2 separate regions of the Mus musculus genome follow, and region 1 is linked to region 2. Evidence: chromatin contacts called from public promoter capture Hi-C data. All regions are on one chromosome and are shown on one strand. The core of a region is the stretch at or near the end of the contact, and the rest is flanking DNA. Distances in the headings are between cores, read along the strand shown.

Region 1 (7,181 bases), core at 1,655-4,154, 99 kb before region 2:
TAGCCATTCCTTGTCCATCACACCGTGAACCGTGAACCACTGTATATCTGCCCCTAACAGCCTCAAGCCCCAACACAAGACAATGAAGGGCAAATGAAATATAGCCCCAGTGCTCCAAAACCCTCAAAAAATTTTCAATGAGCTTATCCATGAGAAGTCTAGTGCTAAAAAGTCTAGTGCTGAAGAGACAGCAGTTTCCAAGGGTAACATCCATTGCTAACGTCCATCGCTATTCATGGGAGCAACTGTGCCTGACGCCCATACTAGGAAAGGGTTCTCAACCCTTGCAGTGGGAGTCCAGCCACTCCTTTCTATGTTCCCGCCCAAGTGTACCCAGTTCTTCCCCAGTTTTACACAATCACAGGGGTATCATAGTATATAGGAGATGGAAAGTTAACCAAAAAGGAGGCTCCACCTATATAGCGATGGAGAAGTTGTGACTTAGCCATTGTGGAGTTTCCCAGGCTGCTATTAACAATTCCTCAGCCATGTTCCCATAAGTGATCCCCATAAACTCAGGCTAGACTCAGGGCAGAGGGTTACTTTGGTCTGTGGTTGTTGCCCTACCTGGAGTGACTAGACATCGGCTCATTTTCCCAGGAGAGGCTAATGCAAGCCTAAAGATGCTCCTGCTGTGCTCTGTAGCTACACTTTGCTGTTCCGTGTCCCTGGGCACGCTGTGTAGGCTCGCCTGGCATCCTTCTCCAGGTCAGGTTGTGAGTGACATGCAGTTTGGCCTTTCACCTGTCTTCTTGCTGCTATGCTATGTCCTGGTAGCCACAGAAACTCTAAATCTTGCAAAGAAGGTCTCTTCTCTTCTCTCGGGTCCTTAATTACATCTGAAAACACTCAAGTTTTCCACACACATTCACAAGTAGATACCTCATTTGGGATGTCACAATTCAACCCACTTGGGAAAGGTCCACAAGTCCTAACCATGGGCTCAGAGGTCTGAGCTGATAAGAGAGAACCTTGGATGTTGGTCTTGGGGACCCGCAGGGTATAGGATTGCTGGCTAACTAAGTTAAGGCTTTAGTAACATTCTAAACAAAAATTGGAGAGAGGGGGCTGGAGAGATGGCTCAGCAGGTAAAGAGCACTGACTGCTCTTCTGAAGGTCCTGAGTTCAATTCCCAGCAACCACATGGTGGCTCACAGCCATCTGTAATGGGATCTGATGCACTCTTCTGGTGTGTCTGAAGACAGTGTACTCACATATATAAAATAAATAAATCTTAAAAAAAAAAAAAAAAAAGAAAGAAAGAAAGAAAAGAAATTCTTAAAAAAAAAAATTGGAGAGAGGCAAAGATTTAGTTTCACTACCAACTTAGCTCTCCTGTATAATGCAGGAGAGGAGGCAAGCCACCACGAGGTGAGCAAAGGAAGGCATAGTTAATTCCTGCTGCACATGGAGGCCCTAACTGTTGTCTTGAACACAGAGCCGTTTCTCCTAAGGGGACTACGTGAGGGTCTAGCAGTCCTCTGCTTGTGCTTCAGTCACCTGACCAGTACAAGCTCAGTGACATCCCTGTGACTAGGCATTCACCCTTTTCCCCAGGAGAGGCTAATGCAAGCCTAGCTTTAAACCTTTGTTTAAAGCTGACCCAGTTTATGTTCAGTTGTTGACTTATCAACAGTGAGTCCACAGCCGGCACCACAACTAGGAACAAACTCCCCTAACATTTGTACTTTCCATATTAGAAACACAGTAGCCTCCTTTCTCTCGGAAATATGTCAGCACCAGCCCTAGGGACTGTCTTACACAGTGAGACCTCTAGGAAAGACCCCAAACATGTGAGGAGCATAGCACCATTGACCATAAATAGAGAACTCCTATTTATCGAAAGCCGGAATAAGCAACTGGGGGTTGGGGGTGGGGGAGAGAAGGATACCCCATAGTGAAAAGCTGAAAAGGGGGAGAGCCAAAAAATAGAAACTGAACTACCTTCCCAAATGATGTAGTTAATTTATAACTGAGCAAATAACATTGAGAAACTAAATGAAAGCAGGGAGAAAAGACCATGGTGTGAGTCTGGCCATAAAGCTGTGATGTAGGGCAGAGGCGGTCGGGAGAAGCCTGGAGAAACTCAGTTTCCAAACCACAGGAAGCCCCTCCCCCCTGGTTTCCTTCTTTTCTTCCAGGCTGCGGAGCGTCCAGTTTGGGAAGCAGCCAGGGCAATCAGTTGATAGGAAGACCCACCCTATCTGTGGATGGAATCTCGGGGTGTAGACACTCCCAATCTTGTCTGCCTTAAATAGAGTACTGCCTGATCCAACTGTGCTCCTCTCTGCCTTCCTCGGTTTAGGGTGATAGTGAGCCAACCTTCTTGTGGAGGAAGGCAATGGGTTCCTGTTGGTCTTGGACCAGCAGCCTTCCACTCATCTAGGGACACATCACCTAATCTCCCAGGCAAACACTGGCTGCACCAGCTTCGATTTCTGGTAAGTGGAAAATTTGGTTGGGCCGGAGACCTCCGGGGTCAGGCTGTGGTTGGTGGGCGCGGGGAACAGCTGGATGTCTACAGATCACCCACCATCCTCCTGAGATACTAGGTGTGACTGAGGACTTCCCAGAGTGTGGGACTCCCAGGGAGGCCTCTTTTGCCTCAAGTAGGAGCTCAGCAGCACAAAAGATGAAGATTTCCAAATGTTAAAACCAGAAAAGGCAAGAGTAGCCTCCAGCCCTTTCAGAGACTCTGCCAGAGGCCGCTCATCCCTGCTTTGGACTCCAGAACTTTCTCCCTCACTAGTGTATTGAGACCTTAAAAACCAAAGCTTGGAGTTTTGTGATTTCTTGTGGTTGTCCACTGCTGTCCTCTGAACTTGGGAACAGACTCAACTGACCTTTGTCCCTGGGACAGAAGGATCTGAACTACAGTCCCAATTCAGGTCCTCAGAGGGACTGCCAGCCTGAAGCCTTGCTGTCTGAGTGAACAATTCCCCTCTTGCCACAGATCTTTCTGGACCCAGAAGACCCTGCCCCAGCCTGGACCCAGCACTGTAGCCATGATGGAAGAAGACATAGGAGACACAGAGCAATGGCGACATGTGTTCCAGGAGCTAATGCAAGAGGTGAAACCCTGGCACAAATGGACCCTCATACCAGACAAGAACCTTCTTCCCAACGTTTTGAAGCCAGGATGGACGCAATACCAGCAAAAGACCTTTGCTAGGTAAGGGAGGTACCCATGCTAGAAGATTCTTGCTTATTTCTGACTGGTTTCTCTTCTCAGCTGTCCATGCTTGCACACTGAAGGACACAGGAAGGAATTCCAGCTTCATTAGGGACTGGGATTTCCCCTCCCCCATGACTGTGACCTTAAAACGGTGACAGAATCCAGGCTAGGATGAGACACTGTGGAAAAAGGAGGGAAGAATGGGGGCCTCATTTACTCAAGGGGAGGCCAGCCAACGTTTTACACTTTCTTTTCCAGGAGAGAAAGAGGGTGCCCCAAGGCCCAGGGATAGAGGTAGGAGAACATAGAGGTTAGAGACTCGGGATCTGTCACACCTGCTGCTGTCTGTGAGGGGACTGGACCATTCTCAGCCAAGAGATGTCTTGGGAGACTCCAGAACAAAGCCTCAGTTGGCTTATTTGAGAACTTGGGACTCAGGACTGGCACACAGCGGAACTGGAGTGCTGAGACCAGGCCCCATCTGTGGTTGGCTGCTGGGGACAGCTCAAGCCTGTATGAAAAACTGAGTGAGGGTAACTCTCAATTAGTGCTTTTCATGGGGCTCAGAGCTAGCTTGTCAGCATCTCCTCTCAGTTTATTGCCACATTTGCCCTAAGATGGCAGCCTAGGATCAAAACATAGTAAAAAAAAAAAGAGGGGGGAGGGGGGCTGGAGAGATGGCTCAGTGGTTAAGGGCACTGACTGCTCTTCCAAAGGTCCTGAGTTCAAATCCCAGCAACCTCATGGTGGCTCAAAACCATCTGTAATGAGATCTGATGCCCTCTTCTGGATAACAGCTACAGTATACTTACATGTAATAAATAAATAAGATAAATAAGTAAATAAATAAAAAAAAAGGGCCCTGGGACTGTAGCTCAATGGTACCTTTACTTAACATGTGCGAGGTCCTAGGTTCTGTGCCTAGAACTAGCCTGGGAGCTAGTCTGCCCAACCTCCTCCAATTCCTCATCTCAGACTGCAGATGCCCCTGTCTCAAGCAAAGTTAGGATCCACTGCTAAAAAAAAAAAATCCCAGGATTTAGCTAAACAATGGCTCCCAAGGTCACCTAAGCAAAGAAAGAGAAATCTCATAGCCTTGGGAAGATCTCACTGCTGCTCAAGTCTCATTGGCCAGCAGGTCCCGTGACCACAACATCACTGAACCGAGAGGGAGTTCATGAACTATTTGATGTGCAATAAATGTCTACGCCACACTGCAGTGTTCTGGCTTTGCACAACTCCTGTTCTAGCAAGCACAGGCTTCTTCCAGTCTTTCTTCACTGTTTCCAATAGGTATCAGAAAAAAAAACAAAAACAAAAACAAAACCCTGCCCTCCTGAGACAGGGTGTCATCCTGCACCTTGTTGAAGGCAAGCATTCAGAAATAATGTAAAATTCTCTGGTGCATGTAAGAAAAAGAATGAGTTGGGGGAGGGGAACCCACACAAGAAGAGAGAGCTGGAAGCCATGATCTCTGGGGATCCTACAGATCATGGAAGCCCTACCCCCCACCCCACCCCACAGCCCCAACCCCTATACCCCACACCTCAACCCCACCCCCACCCCCACCCCTACCCCACACCTCAACCCCACCCCCACCCCCACCCCCAAGACAAACAAAAGCAGGCAAACTGTCTCTGTAGGCAGGAGATTGCAACTCTCTCCCGGTCTGTCAGTTACCCTGCACCCATTTCTATCCACTTGTTGATTTTTAGCACAGGGGGCTATATAGATTATATATATAATATATAGTATTGGGGGCTGTTGCATGCATAGCCTTGAATACATTTACCTCAGTATCTGAAGAAACAGTGGCTTGGGGCTCAGTGACCAGAGCCCCAGTCCTAACTCTTAATCCCCAAGTCCTGGGCATGATGCGTTCCCAGTGTGTACTTTGACTCTGAAATGCACACACTGGGCTTAGCAAATGCCCTAGGTTCCTTCTGAGTCCGATGGTTTGTGTGCTGTTTGCACAGTAGGTACCTGGTGATGGTCCCAGGGCATGTTGGTGATACAGTGGAGATGAGAAAGAGGGGTCATTTGCTTCTCTCACCGTTCGTGAGAAACTCCTTCTCCCTCTGGCACCTGCCCACAGCTCAGCTGAAACTCTGGCCCTCTCCTCTACAGGTTCCACTGTCCTTCCTGCTCTCGAAGTTGGGCATCTGGCCGAGTTCTGATAGTCTTCCACATGCGGTGGTGTGAGAAGAAGGCCAAGGGGTGGGTGAAGATGAGGGTGTTTGCTCAGAGATGTAATCAGTGCCCCGAGCCTCCATTTGCAACTCCAGAAGTCACTTGGGACAACATCTCAAGGATCTTGAACAACCTGCTCTTCCAAATTCTGAAGAAGTGCTATAAAGAAGGATTTAAGCAAATGGGTGAGATTCCTTTGCTAGGGAACACCAGTCTCGAAGGGCCACATGACAGCAGCAACTGTGAGGCCTGTCTCCTGGGCTTTTGTGCTCAGAATGACTTAGGCCAAGCCTCAAAACCACCAGCACCCCCATTATCTCCTACCTCCTCGAAGTCAGCCAGGGAGCCCAAGGTCACTGTCACCTGTAGCAACATTTCCTCCTCACGGCCCTCCTCTAAAGTACAGATGCCCCAAGCATCAAAAGTGAACCCCCAAGCCAGTAACCCTACCAAAAATGACCCCAAAGTTAGCTGCACCTCAAAACCACCAGCACCCCCATTATCTCCTACCTCCTTAAAGTCAGCCAGGGAGCCTAAGGTCACTGTCACCTGTAGCAACATTTCCTCCTCGCGGCCCTCCTCTAAAGTACAGATGCCCCAAGCATCAAAAGTGAACCCCCAAGCCAGTAACCCTACCAAAAATGACCCCAAAGTTAGCTGCACCTCAAAACCACCAGCACCCCCATTATCTCCTACCTCCTTAAAGTCAGCCAGGGAGCCTAAGGTCACTGTCACCTGTAGCAACATTTCCTCCTCGCGGCCCTCCTCTAAAGTACAGATGCCCCAAGCATCAAAAGTGAACCCCCAAACCAGTAATCCTACCAAAAATGACCCCAAGATTAGCTGTACCTCAAAACCATCAACTACTCCAAGACTGACAATACAACAGCTGTCAGTAGTAAGCCCACCTGCCCCTGCCCCTACATGTGTCATTCAAATGCCTTCTCCCACTCCCATCGACGGCAGCAGAGCAGCAGATGTAGCAAAGGAGAACACCAGATCCAAGACCCCAAAGGCATTGCTCTCATCCCCTTTATACGTCCCACCCACTTCCTCCTATGTCCCACCCACTTCCTCCTATGTCCCACCCACTTCCTCCTATGTCCCGCCCACTTCCTCTTATGTCCCACCCACTTCCTCCTCAGTTATTGTGCCCATTTCCTCCTCGTGGAGACTACCAGAAAACACTATTTGCCAAGTAGAGAGAAACAGTCATATCCACCCGCAAAGCCAGTCTTCCTGCTGTGGGGCCTGCTGCGAGTCCTGGTGTGAGATCTTCAGGTACTCATGCTGTGAGGCCGCCTGTAATTGCATGTCACAGAGTCCACTGTGTTGCTTGGCCTTTCTAATCTTGTTCTTATTGCTGTGGTATTTATTATAAAATACAATATATGAGCCTTGAAAACAAAAACCAAAAGCTCTTGAGTGGGTAAACAAAAAGAATTACAACTTCCCCAAAAAGTCACACATTGCGTAATCCCCTTTATGTGAAAGGTCAATAAAATCAGTAGAGTCCAGAGGTGGCTACCAGGACTGGAGCAAGGGGAAAGTATAAAAGCCACGGTTTAAGCAATGTGACCTTTGTGGAGAAGAGCAATGAAGATATTTGGGGATTTGGTGGAAATGGTAGCAGCTTCTCATTAAAAGCCGCTGAGTTTTCTATCTTCAGATGGTTAGTCTCCTCAGACTGGAGAGACGGCTCAGCGGTTAAGAGCACCAGGTGTGTTGGGAGCCATTAAGACAACACAGTTGTCCTGATCTCTGAATTGGGCCTTTCTCCCCACCCCCCGAGAAGAAAAGGGGGTCAAAAGCGGGC
Region 2 (6,926 bases), core at 626-3,125:
CTCCAGTCCCTTGTCACCTGGCTCTGTCAAGTCAGTACTGCACGCTGCATGGCAAGGACATGGAGCCCCTGAGACACCACGGAGGTGGGAGGGGCATCCCCTCCAGCTGCCCATCCTCCACCGTCAGCCTTGGCTCTGAACCCTGGACTTAGGAGGTGGGGAGAGAAGTGGACACTCACCTTCCCTAGGAGCGTCAGGTCCCTGGTAAAAGTACCTTCGTACAGAGAGTCGTCCTCGCAGAGCAGGATGCCTGGGCCCTGGGAAGGAAGAGAACAGAGGAGAGGGAGGTGAGACTGGACAGAAAACCAAGGTGGGTGGACACTGACCCACAGGGCCAAGAACCCCCGAGTCCTGGCCCTGCCCTCCCTAGGGCAGAGTTAGATCCCGTGGACCCCACCCCTTGTTTTCTTTAGTTAGCCCTCAGACTTGGTCAGTCCTCCTCAGCAGCCTCTCCAGGAAGCCCCTGAATACTCAGGAAATGCTGGCTTCCTTCCAGCTGTCCCTGTCTCCCTGCTACTGCCCTGGGTCCTCAGGGCCAATCAAGTTCCCTTATGACCTCCGTACGGCACCTGCCAGGAAGCTCCCTCACAAGTTCACGGTCAACTTGTCCCTGAGTCTGTGCTGTGGGCCCAGCCTTGTCTTTCCTTCCCCTTTTCTTTCAGGTCTCCTTTGGTTCTTTCCAGAACAAGGTGGAATCTAAACAAACAAGCTGTAAAACCAGGTACAGCTGCTGCCCAGAGCCCCACTACACATCAAGGCCCTGTCTAGTGGAGAGGCGGGAGGCAAGAGGTGGAGGCCCAGGCTGGGGGGGGCAGGGGCTTGGGTTTGAGCTTAGCCTCAGCCGGATGTGACTGTGATGTTGGGCAGGTCCTCTGATGTGTGCCATCAATAAACGGGTGTCATTCATATGCTAAGGACAATGACATCAATCGCTGGAGTCACTCGAGGACTCCAGAAGATGGTGATGGTTCAGCCAGGGCCAGCGCAGGGTCCATGAGGCCACTGGCTGTCCTGTGGCACACTTGGCTCTTGCGAGCTCATGTGTGTCCCATCAGCATCATTGACTTGAGTTGCAAAAGGGGGAAGGGAGACTAGAAGAAGCCTGGCTTGCGCCAAAGTCAGAGTAGATGGTGGCAGAGCTGGACATCCCTTGTCACCCACCCAGCTTGGCTTTAATTCACCTACAGAGAGTGCCCAGGGCAGGGACTACCACTCACAGCCATCTTGTCCCCTTGGAATGTGCCCTGATAGCAGACGCCTGCCTGGGTGACCACGACCCCAGGGCCATGACGCTGGTCAGCCTGCCACATGCCAATGTAGCGCTCGCCCCTAAGAGAAGAGGGAGTGTGAGAGAGGAGGGTCAGAATGGTTCCCTTGCGCCTTCTGGATGCTCTGCTGGCAGGGGGGTGTGGGGGAGACAGATGGTGCTAGAAAACAAACCCCAAAGAAAACAGAAGATGGCAGAGAAGGGGCAGGCATGCTGGGTGGAGCCCCCTAGAGGTAGCAGGAAGCATTGACGGAGGGAGGTGCCATGGAGACAGGTGTCCAGGACAGAACAAGATAAAAAAGCTGAAGGGGCGCACAGAGGTCAGAGAGGGACTGCAGCTTGAGCCAGCTGGACTTCTGGCTTCTCTGTACCAGCACTCACCTGTCCCTGTCCTCCTCGATGCCGTAGCCACTCCTCTGGCCTCTCTCCCAGTGGCCCGTGTACCTGAAGGGCTGGGGAGCCTGTGGGGCACTCTCGAGGATGCCAAACCCGTGCCGCAGACCGGCCTGAAAATAGCCCTTGTACACCTCGTCAGTGCCATACCTGCAAAGACGCGCCTCCTGGAGCTAAGTCCAGAGGCCACTCCCCAGCCCCGCCCCCGGCCCCGGCCCCGCCCCCGGCCGCCACCCACCTTCCCCCTGCAGGCCAAAGGTCACTTACTCACAGATGCCGTACTCACACATCCTGCCTTCCCGCCAGTGGCACTTGTAACAGTCAAACTTGTCCTCAGAGGCCTGGGGCACCAGGCAGATGCCAAAGCTGACCATGTGGTTGGGTGGGGTTGGAAGTGAATATCCAGGCCACTTGCCTGATCAGGTGCCCCTGTCACGTCCCTCCATTCTACCCAGTTGTCCTTGTCTCCAAGGAGTCCCCCAGTAGATCTCAGAGTCCCCTGTTCCCTTACAAAGGTCCTCGGGACACCCCTCCCACCATGGGAAGGAAGGTTCCCCTTCTGCGTCTATGTGGTGAGAGGACTGGGCCATCTGACCACTCCTGTGCAAGGCTTGGGAATTTGGGGCAGCCACTGGCTGCCTCACATGCCCGTACCCACACCCGCCCAGGCAGCCTTACCCATGCTCCAAGCCCTGGTAAAAAGTCCCCACGTGGTTCCGCCCATCTGGCCACTTCAGGGTTCCCCTGGAACACAGGAGGCACACAGCATCAGGCCACTGGACCCCAGCCCCAGACAGCTACATGCCCAGAGCCCACAAAGTCCCTCCCTTCCTCTACTCTAACTTCTTCCAACTAGACTTTCTGTTCACCCAGTCCTCACATGCTGCTGAGATACCTCACAGAAAGTAGCCCCATCTCCTGGCACAGCTGTCCAAGCAGTCTTGTGGGGCGCTGGGGTACCCCTGACAACTTCCATGGGGAGAGCCCTGGCAGTACTGACATTCTCCTTTCCCCTCGAACCACGGGAGTTGCAGAAGGCAACACCAAGCTTTAGGAGACTGACTCCCAGTCAATGGGATTTCTAGCGAGCTCCTTCTTTCTGACGATGCACGTGCCGGAAGTGCTCAGCCCGCAGCAATGGTGACTCACTTGCCATGGGGCTTAGCTCGACACCACTCGCCATCATAGGTAGCCTGGCAGAGCCGCCCCTCTCGGCGGAAGGTATAGGCCACACAGCGACATTCAGGAGGCACAGACGTCTCCCGGCCTGATCCCAGCACAGGGAAGTCCTTCTTGCCACAGAGGGCCTGGCACACAGCCTGGGTCACCTTCCACTGCCAGACAACCTGGCGGGGACGGGAAGGCAGGGGACATGTCATCGCTGCTGCAGGTATGCCCTAAAGAGGCCTCCCAGGGCACCGAGTCCCATCTCCTCAATGCTGTCCTCAGGCACACTACCCTCCTAAGATACGGCAGCAGACCTGAGATCCTTTGAGCAGCCCAGGGACTACACTCCAGAGGCCTGTGCAAGGGTGGGAGCCGGCCTCCACTCCAATCTAATGATGGAAAAATTCCCACTCCTCCAACATTGGGCTGATACCCAAGCCAGGCACGCCCCCAATCCATTTCTGGGCCTGTAGGGTCGGCACTCTGCCCTCCCCTGGCTTCTGGCTTGGCCTCCATCATTCATACACTCACCTGGCCCTGGGGGTCTCTGGTGCAGAAGGAGATCTCTTCTTCAGGAGTGAGGATATGAAGCACACACCTAGGCAGACAGACGTGACAGATTCGTGAGCCCCATTTCTGTCCGGGGTTGGAAGTGGGGCTCCCGTGGGAGCCTGGCGATGTGGGCGGGTTTCATGGGGCCCAAGGAGAGAGATCCAGAGCACCTGCAGCTCCCGGAGTCACTCACTTGTCTTGGCCGGGTTTTACCCACACCAACTTCAGGTCAAACGTGTGGGTATTGTGGCCCTGGAAGAAGATGGAGACGGGTTGTCCAGAGCAGCATTTGCAGAGTCACTGATACCGATGCCCCTCAGGCCTGGAGCACGGTCCTTCCACGGCGGCCTGTTCCCCTTTAGCTGCAGCTCCTCCTTTTCTCACCCTAGGATTTGGACAAGCCTCCCCCACCCCGTGGGGGTTGCCAGTGTTTTCTAGAAACATAGTTGGCCCCCCCGACAGCCTCTGCTGCAAACCTCTAAGGCTCCTCTTGCCTGGGGACCGAGGCCCACCAACCACAGAGGCTGACACATGCAGTTCCTGCACCTGCCTCCACAGTCTCTGTGCTCTGAGCATCTGCTGCTCAGCCACGCCCTCCTGAGCTTGCCCTAAGCATCCTTCACCTTTGCTCATGTTTCTCCTTCTACCAGAGAAGCTACCCTGCTCTGAGCCTGATGGGAAGTTCCTTTCTCTGGAATGTCATCATTTCCCATGTGGCCCAAGCAGGCTGCTCACTTGACCCGGAAGTGGAAGGGGCTCAAGGCCAAGCCAGAGAATGGAGGAGCTTACAGGTCATAGCAGAGAATCAAGCAAGTCCCACAGAAACAAGGTAAAGCCCAGGCTAAAACAAACCCTTCCTCCCTTTCCCTCCCTCCCTCCCTCCCTCCCTCCCTCCCTCCCTCCCTCCCCCTTCTTCCCTCTCCCCCTCTCTCCTCCCTCCCTCTTCTCCCCCCTCCCCCCTCTCTCTCAAGTTGTTGTTTTGTCAGGCATTTTGTAGCAGCCACAAGAAAAGGAACTTAGACAAGCAGGGAAGGGCTAGAAACATCTCTAGTAGACAAACTGCAACCGAGGGAGAGGAAGTTACAGACACAATCAGAACAAACCCCAAGCCAGGCTGCCATGCTGAGGAAGGGGAGACAATGCTGTCACCACAGGTGAGTTTGGCCAAGGTTACTGGCTCTGGGACAAACCCTGAAGCCTCGTATGGCTTCCTCTTGACCCACAATCCCTGGCCTCAGCCTCAACTCTGTTCCTTTCCTGTTCAGTTTCCAATCTGACCCCAGAACCCCCACCTCACGCTCCCCCTCCCCGCCCCCCAACCTGCAACAGGACAAGCGAGTCATCAAAGAGCAGCACGCGCTCAGCCCGCAGTGGAGTGACCACCACGGGGATGTCCTGGCTGTCCTGCAAGAGTCGGTGAGCAGGGCTGCAGAGCACATCCTGGTGGGATAAAGAGGGAGACAAGAAGGTCAGGCGCTGGAGGCTGCAGGTCAACGCTGCACCTCTCTCCTGCACCCCAGACATCTCCTAGAGACCATCTCAGCCAGTATCACCCAGGTCTCTCTCTCTCTCTCTCTCTCTGTGTGTCTCTCAGAGACACACAGACACACAGACACACACACACACACACACACAGACACACATACACACACACACACAGACACACACACACACACACACACACACACACACACACACACAGAGATACACACATACACACACATACACTCAAGCGATGATGCTCCAAGGTGCAGGGAGCAGGGAGTGGGAGGGGTCGCCCCTGACCCAGCCCAGAACACCAGCTTGGTTTCTTTCTCTGTCCTTTCCTGGGTGGTCTCCATTCTGCCCCATCACAGCCAGCAGGTTCCTGATACCCTCACCCGGTATGCTATACCCTCTGTCACCCACGGTTATTCTGGCCTGCTCTACTCCTGGCCCAAGCCTGACAAGTCTTCTGTCCTTCCTGCAGGGCATTATATACTGTGCTAGACGGTGACAGGCACGTGTAATTGGTGGCACCACCAGAAAAGTCAGTTCTGCTGCCCGAGCCGATGGCTAAGTGTGACTGACAGCCATCAGGTTACCAGATGGGGAAACTGAGTCACAGAGCTGCTCAGACTACCCAGCACAGCCTCACATCCAATATGGGACAACCCCCTTTCCTTCCTTGACTGTCCCAAAGCCCCACACTCACCCTCAGCCGGCTGCTGAGGCTGTGCCACAGGGCCTGTGTGGCCACAGCTTGGTCCAAGGCCTGTCCCATGAAGGACTGCAGGTTTCCAAACAGGGTGATAGCATGCATCACCAGCTCCTGGGCCGGGTGGCTCTGTGGGAGGACAGGAAAGGAGGGGAGGATCTGATGGACTTGGAACCAGCCCCCACTCCGGTGATGGTCATGAGGGTCTCAGCCCAGCCTCATCCGGTCAGGCCTAAACATAAGCCGCAGCTCAGCTTGCTCTCTTCTCCCTGACAACCCTTCTGGGGACGGGAAGGGAGCATGAAGGTGCCTCCAGATGGATATTTCAATGACAGCATGGTGTGGCCCTGGGTCTTATGTCCTCCCACTGAGTAGAGAATTCTATGCCTATTCTTTGGGTGTCCCATCAAGGGAGGGCCATGCGCTCAAGATTCCCTAGTGCAGACTCATGCCTCCAGAGCCCTTCCCTAGGAGCGGGCTATGTTCTCTCGGGGCCCCTCCCTATGGCTTATCTCGGTCCCCTGAGCCTTCGCCCTGTTTTTCCTCTTCCCAACACTTCCATCCTTAGATTGCTTCTGGTACCCACCTCATCAAGGGTGTCCCTGAGGCTCAGCAGGAGAAGCAAGTATTTCTGCACGTGCTGGGAGAGTGGCTGGCGGAGGGCCTGGCACATCGTGGTGCCCACAGAGCCCTCAGAGTTCCCAGAGGACAGTAGCTGCCTCAGCGCCTTGCGCTGGCTCCTCCAGAACTCACTGCATTTAGGAAGGGCCACATACTGCCTCCACGTCCCCATTCCAAGCCCACATCCACCTGCACCTCCCCTCACCCACTGTGGTAACCACTTCCCCAGCTCCCAGACCCAGGGCACCAACCCTGTACCCCATTAGCCCAGCAAAACCCTGAGCTCTCTTCCTAGGGGCTTTGCACCCTCACCTCAGAGGAGATAGAGGCAGTAACTGCAGACACTCAAGTGGTGGGTGGGCAAAGTACCCACTCTGCTGCTTTGGGGTGGTCTTCCCCAACTCCCCCTCCTCAGACACTCACAGCCACATAGGGGCTACTGTGTCAGCCCCAAGCTCACCTCCTCTTCTTTGAGACCTTCTGAAAAGCTTGCGCCACCACGCAATCAGTGTAGGACTTGATGTATCTATGAGCAACCCAGGATCACCTTGAAAGCCCAGCTCCCAATGCACACTCAGACTCTGCCCTCTTGGGGGGTCCCAGATACCACCCACTGAGCAGCCAGAATCCTGATGGTCTAGGCAGTTGCCCTCAAGCCATGACCCAACAGTTGTATCTCATAGGTCTGGTCCAGGCCTGAGCCTATATGCCTGCTACCAAGCCAATACC

What was found. Promoter capture Hi-C pulls out the DNA fragments that hold promoters and counts their contacts.
Region 1: a promoter capture Hi-C map of liver shows a contact between it and region 2. The contact joins the promoter of Rtp3 here to the enhancer-like site in region 2. A contact is called at or near these places in 2 of 39 promoter capture datasets (embryonic stem cells and liver), 1 of 484 Hi-C or Micro-C datasets (liver), 1 of 115 datasets of contacts at active chromatin or transcription factors (embryonic stem cells) and 3 of 9 other capture datasets (adipose tissue, liver and pancreatic islet).

The regions. Positions count from the first base shown.
Region 1 is chr9:110,985,436-110,992,616 of GRCm38.p6, reverse strand. It overlaps Rtp3 (receptor transporter protein 3), which reads left to right and starts at 2,904. Exons shown (of 3, transcript NM_153100.2): 1 at 2,904-3,172; 2 at 5,303-5,903; 3 at 6,090-7,181. The coding sequence starts at 3,006. The coding sequence ends at 6,746. Gm10030 (predicted gene 10030) reads right to left here and starts at 3,118. Exons shown (of 7, transcript NR_152179.1): 1 at 568-3,118.
Region 2 is chr9:110,885,185-110,892,110 of GRCm38.p6, reverse strand. Als2cl (ALS2 C-terminal like) reads right to left here. Exons shown (of 27, transcript NM_001146059.1): 5 at 6,658-6,723; 6 at 6,163-6,328; 7 at 5,574-5,705; 8 at 4,700-4,819; 9 at 3,573-3,631; 10 at 3,359-3,425; 11 at 2,810-3,006; 12 at 2,339-2,404; 13 at 1,928-2,026; 14 at 1,649-1,810; 15 at 1,218-1,329; 16 at 180-257. Among named protein-coding and RNA genes, the nearest start is that of Als2cl, 8.5 kb to the right of the region's middle. Within about 2 kb of position 1,875, at least 48 of the 459 cell types and tissues checked have an H3K27ac peak or open chromatin away from gene starts, as enhancers often do. A contact at or near this core is called in liver, where this site is marked.